2 separate regions of the Mus musculus genome follow, and region 2 is linked to region 1. The links are chromatin contacts, called in public HiChIP or PLAC-seq maps. All regions are on one chromosome and are shown on one strand. The core of a region is the stretch at or near the end of the contact, and the rest is flanking DNA. Distances in the headings are between cores, read along the strand shown. Region 1 overlaps Rabepk (Rab9 effector protein with kelch motifs). Region 2 has its middle 14 kb from the start of Gm39795.

What was found. HiChIP or PLAC-seq counts read pairs in DNA pulled down with a chosen protein or histone mark.
Region 2: an H3K4me3 HiChIP or PLAC-seq map of bone marrow-derived macrophages shows a contact between it and region 1, with 4 times the contacts expected there. The contact joins two enhancer-like sites. A contact is called at or near these places in 2 of 39 promoter capture datasets (liver and pre-B cells), 1 of 484 Hi-C or Micro-C datasets (neutrophils) and 3 of 115 datasets of contacts at active chromatin or transcription factors (bone marrow-derived macrophages, embryonic limb bud and pancreatic cancer cells).

Annotation. Positions count from the first base shown.
Region 1 is chr2:34,789,082-34,791,974 of GRCm38.p6, reverse strand. It overlaps Rabepk (Rab9 effector protein with kelch motifs), which reads left to right. Exons shown (of 8, transcript NM_145522.4): 4 at 1,320-1,472. Among named protein-coding and RNA genes, the nearest start is that of Rabepk, 9.4 kb to the left of the region's middle. Within about 2 kb of position 1,529, at least 93 of the 459 cell types and tissues checked have an H3K27ac peak or open chromatin away from gene starts, as enhancers often do. A contact at or near this core is called in bone marrow-derived macrophages, where this site is marked.
Region 2 is chr2:35,258,389-35,261,281 of GRCm38.p6, reverse strand. It overlaps a transcript of Gsn not described here. Among named protein-coding and RNA genes, the nearest start is that of Gm39795, 14 kb to the left of the region's middle. Within about 2 kb of position 1,376, at least 86 of the 459 cell types and tissues checked have an H3K27ac peak or open chromatin away from gene starts, as enhancers often do. A contact at or near this core is called in bone marrow-derived macrophages, where this site is marked.

The DNA of each region.
Region 1 (2,893 bases), core at 280-2,779:
ATCCCCTAGATCTGGAGTTCCATACATGCTGGGAATTTCTGCAAGGTTCGAAAGTGCCCTTAACAGAGCCCCTCTCCTGCCCTGGTTATGTCCATTTTTATATGCACACTTGGTCTGTAAATAATTCAAGTTTGAAACAACAGAAATGAGGCTGGAGAGATGGTTCAGTGGGTAAAGGTTTCTGCTCCCAACGCTAATCTCAGTTTGTTTCCTAAGACCCACTTGGTGGAAAGGAAGAAACTAACTCTCAAAGTTGTTCTCTAACCTCCACACAGGAGCTGTGACACAAATGTACACACAAATACACACAAACACACAGAAACACGCACACACAGAATAAATAGAATGTAATTAGAACATTTTTAATTGCCGTAGTTGGGCTTCTCATGATAATTTTCAGAGCATCAATACTCTTGCATAGGTACATCACAATCATTTAGACCTGGGGTGTCACCTCTCGCTGAGGCTCCCAGCCACAGTTACCACAGACTCTTGTTTATACTGTCCAGATACTTGAAACTCTACTCCCAGCATGAGGCAAAAAAAGATGCCTTGACTCTTTTAGATACCAAGGAGCTTCCCTTCCAGCTCAGTTATGTCACGTCTGTCTGTCAGTCCATCCTAGCCTCCAGTTCTCTATGTAGCCCAGACTGGCTTCATACTCACAGTCCTTCTGCCTCCACTTTCCATGTTTTGGGATCCTGGACTTGTGCCACCATGCCAGCAGCTATCAAGTGCCATAGTGACCTTAGCAAGGCCATCTGAACCCCAGTAGCCTATTAAATAGAGGTACTAACCAGCTTCATTTACAGTTTTGATTAGCTAACAGTGTGATGCCTGTAAGGTCCTACATTCGTGACTTGCTAACTAAAAGGATGAGCTAGTTTTGGCATTGTTACTCTATTTGCCCAGAGATTTGTTAAGGAGGGGGTGGGGGGAGGAAGGGAGGGAGGGAGATTTCATAGAATCCAGGAGTGTTCTGCAGAATCTAAAAACAAAAAGTCGTAGCCCACACTGATGAGAGTGGAAACTAGATCCAAGTGGCCCGTGTCAGCCAAGTCCCATTAGTTACAAGTAGAAAGTTAGTGTCAGACATATGTCACTGGACTCTGAACGGGGAAGAAGAGACAGTTTCCATGAAAGAGGTACATGGACCAGGTAGACAGCCTGCAGGCGTGCACTAGAGACCACATCAGAGTTTGATCCTGCTCCCTTTGTGGTTGGTTGCTTATGATTTTGCCTCTTTCCACTGCCCTGGTAATCCAACCAGAATTACCAGCTGACAGCCCTAATCTAAGGATCGCATAAATGTTTTCTAGGAACACACCAGTGGGACACGGCCACCAGGGAGGGCCTCTTGCCTCGGTACGAGCATGCCAGCTTCCTTCCCTCCTGCTCTCCTCACAGCATCTGGGTGTTTGGAGGTGCAGACCAGTCAGGAAATCGAAACTGTCTGCAAGTCATGAGTCCTGGTGAGTAGACACAGGTTACTTTCTTTTTATCGCTGTGATGGGTTGAATGCGCTTGGTTCAGGAAGTGGCAGTATGAGGAGGCGTGGCCTTGTTAGAGTAGGTAGGGCCTTGTTGGAGGAAGTATGTCACTGTGGGTATGGGCTTTAAGACCCTCTTCCTAGCTGCCTGGTAGCAGCCTTCAGATAAAGATGTAGAGCTCTCAGCTCCACCTGTACCATGTCTCCCTAGATGCTACCATGCTCCTTCTTTGATGATAATGGACTGAACCTCTGAACCTGTAAGCCAGCCTTAATTAAATATTGTCCTTCTAAGAGGCATAGTGTCTGTTCACAGCAATAAAACCCTAACTAAGACAATCGCACACTATGAATGCAGTTACGTTACAGTACATTGAATTGCTGTTGCCCTAACTAACCTATTTTACTTTGCTGACCTCTTAGAAATAGGAATTTATGGATTTTTTTATTTGTGTGGCTGTGTGTGCATGAGAGAGAGATCGTATGCAGTCTGTGGTGTCCACGTGGAAGCCAGAGGATGACTGTGGAAATCAGTTCTCCCTTTTTACCATGTGGGGTCCAGGGATCAAACTCTCCAGGGTAGCTCTGGTTTCATAACCTGCTCTCTGGCGATGGAATTATAGGAGTGTTTCATGTCTGACGGGACTGAATTGTCTTTCGTGTCGAGTATGAAATTTCTTTGTAGTGTTTGAAAAGTATCTACTTGGGGCTGGTGAGATGGCTCAGTGGGTAAGAGCACCCGACTGCTCTTCCGAAGGTCCAAAGTTCAAATCCCAGCAACCACATGGTGGCTCACAACCACCCGTAATGAGATCTGATGCCCTCTTCTGGAGTGTCTGAAGACAGCTACAGTGTACTTACATATAATAAATAAATAAATCTTTAAAAAAAAAAAAAAAAAAAGAAAAGTATCTACTTAGACGGCCATTGAAGTGGTTTGAGTGTTTGTAACCCACCATGCCCTTCCTCTGTGGAATGCAAATGCTTTTAAAAAACATATTATTTTATTTTATTTTATGTATATGAATACTTTGCCTGCATGTATGTCTGTGTCCCAGGTGTATCAGTGTCCAAGGATGTCAGAAGAGGGAATCAGATCCCCCCAGAACTGGAGGTGCTAGGAACCAAAGGCTGTAGAAGAGCAGTGTTCTCATTCTCTCTCTCTCTCTCTCTCTCTCTCTCTCTCTCTCTCTCTCTCTCTCTCTCTCTCCCCCCCCCATCCCTAGCTGTCATAGATTAGAGCTCACTCTGTAGACTAGGCTGGCCTCGAACTCACAGAAACCCACCTGCCTCTACCTCCCTCTGTGCTGGGATTAAAAGCATATACCACCACTACTCTCTTTTCTTTTGTTTGTTGTCTGTCTGTCTGTTTTTGAGTCTGAGTCTCACTATGTAGCCCTGACT
Region 2 (2,893 bases), core at 127-2,626, 470 kb before region 1:
TGGTCCCTGGATCAGAAGTCTAGAACAGCTAGACTTTAGATACCCAGCTACAGTACTCCTTCAAGAATACCATTTCCCCACCAAGTGTGCTAGGAACAGGGACCACTGTTATTCTTCCTGAGTAACAATTTGGCAAAATGTAACAAAAGCTATAAAACACATCACAACTGAGCCAGGAGCTCCATTTGTAATAATGAAGGAAGAACTCAGGGGCAAGCAGTAGCTCGGTGGGTGGAAGCATTTACTGCAAGACTCATGACCCCCAGGGTGGAGAGAATATATTCCATAAAGTTGTCTTCTGACCTCTGTTCCCCTGCCTTGGCATGTACACACACACACACACACACACACACACAAATGTAAATAAAAATTTTTAAAGAACATATTAAAAAATTGCTCACTAGGATGGACTTACTCCATGGACAGGCAATGGACAGATAACAATTATATACACATAAAAATAATGAAATAAATCTTTTTTAAGAAGGAAAATACAGGAAGGAAACATACCAAATTTTGTAGTGGTGGCAGTTATGGATAGTTCTTTGGTTTTGTTTAGTTGGTTTTGGTTTTATCCTTTAAAAGAAATTCATTTTCCAAATTTTCTATCACAAGCTCTTGTTACCATGAGGAAGGAAGGCCCATGAAGAGATGAAGCACATCCCCCAGTCAGGCCACTAAGCCACCCTGCAAATTTAATTAGTATTTACTCAGCCCAGCCCAGCCACAGCCACAGCCTCTACAACAGAGAAATCAAGAGCCCCACCCTCAAGGCTGACTTACATGGAATATATATATCTTTTGCTTGATAAGTACTTGAACCAAATGATAGATCTGTTGAGGTTGGAAAGTAACGAGACACCCTTTGCTTAACCAACTTAGCAAAATAAAGGAAGCCCACTCCCTCCAGCCAGGCTCCCTCATAACAGTTTCCCACCAGGCTCCATGGCTCAGACCCTTCTGGAGTCTTCTCAAAAAAGCCAGATTAGGAGAGACAATAACCAGAAAAAATAAAAAAATAACAAAACAAAGCCGAAAACTGATCAGATATGTTGGGACACAATTTTAATACCAGCATTCAGGAGCAGAGGCAAGTGGATCTCTCTAAGTTCCGGGCCAGCCTGATCTACAGAGTGAGTTTTAGGATAGCTGGAGTCCATTAAAAAAGCACGCCGGCACCAAACCTTACCCTTCGTTTTGTCAGCGCACAGACAGGGACCCCAACCCAGGCTTTTAGCTGCCTAGCCTCACCCACCACACCCTCTGCTTTTCTCTCCCCTACCCTGCAATTGCCCCTGTGGTCCAAGGCAGGGCAGGAGCAAGTAGGCACGTCTCTCAAGAAGAGGGGGAGGGGAAGTCAGAGGCAGAAGGAACTAAGCCTGCCTGTGGTCTCCAAGTTCACAAACCACATCAGGCTGAAATATGACACACGCTCATTCAGCTGGAAGGAAGGAGATATTTTTACTTAACCTCCCTCGGCTGCCTAAACATTGATGGCCCAGCTACCCCCACCCCCACCCCCCACCACCACACGTAACTCCTGGGACCCGCTTTTCTCTGCTTCAGCCCACATTTTCTTACAAGGTAACAGGGCGACTCCCTTTCCAGCGCTTCTTGGGGATGTCTAAGAGTTTGTCAAACAGTAGAAAGGAAGAATGCAGTTCTGGCTGGGTGCCCAGCTAACAAAAGACCTTGCCTGGGTCCAGGAGCATTAATTTCCTAAAAATAGATAGGAGACTGATCCACACTCTGCAGACCTGTTGATGGTAAAGAACATATGTGTTTATAAATAGTCCCGAGGCCTCTCCAGCGTTCCCGAACTGTGCATGCCAAGGCCCCAGCACACATGTAACAGCTGCAGGCGAGGGCAGGGGAGGGGGGAGGCACATCTGTATCTCCAGGGCTGAAGTCAGGGGACTAGAGAGACCCGTAGATCCCTGGAGCTCCTTGGCCAGTCAGCCTACTGAATTGCTGAACACCAGGTTCACAGAGGGGCCAGAGAAATGGCTAAGCAGAGTGACCACTTCCTACACACACCTGATGACCAGAGTTTGGTTCCCAGGACCCAAGTAAAGGTGGAAAGGGAGATGGACTCTACAAAGCTGTTCTCAGACTTCCATGTGTGTGCCCACACACATATATCACACACCCACACAGTAATAATAAATTAATAGCAAATACAAACGTAATAAAAAATAAAGTAAAAAGTGATAGGAGATGTTTGGAATTGACCTCTGGCCTCTGTGAATGCACTGATGGATGCACACCAGAGTACACACATGCACACACGTGCACACACACACATACACACACACACACACACCTAAGCTATCACTTGTAATTTCTCTTTCATTCTCTTGCCCTCTAACTTATCACCTCCAGTCAGCAAATACTCAAAAATTGTGGGCTGGGGCCAGAAGAGTTTCCTTGAAGAAAACCAGAGATCAATGTCTCAGCAAAGCGCTACAGGCCTGAATGATACCATCTCTATGGCCAGACAACATGTCATCTAAGAGCCAAATTTCCCTTCTGGAGTTAGGGGGAGGAACCCACAGGCTCCAGATGACCAGGAAACACCACGTCCTCCCTCCTGTGTACAGTTCTCCCTGTAACAGTGCGTGTCCTTGCACAGACCACTGTTCACAGTGGGACAACCAAGACAAGGCAGCCTATGTGACTGACTGTCCCTCGATTCATAGCTATAGTCTCTTTTAATTTAGAATTATTTTCTTAAGAAGAAAAACAGCAACAGGGAGACACTAACCGTAACAGTATCTACCTGCGAGCTTCGCCTCATCTGTTTTCAGATAAAATGTCCAGCTCCCATAAACCTGAAGCTGAGTTTCCAGGATCTGCCATTGATCTGCCCAGCAGGCATTGCTCTGGGTTGGAT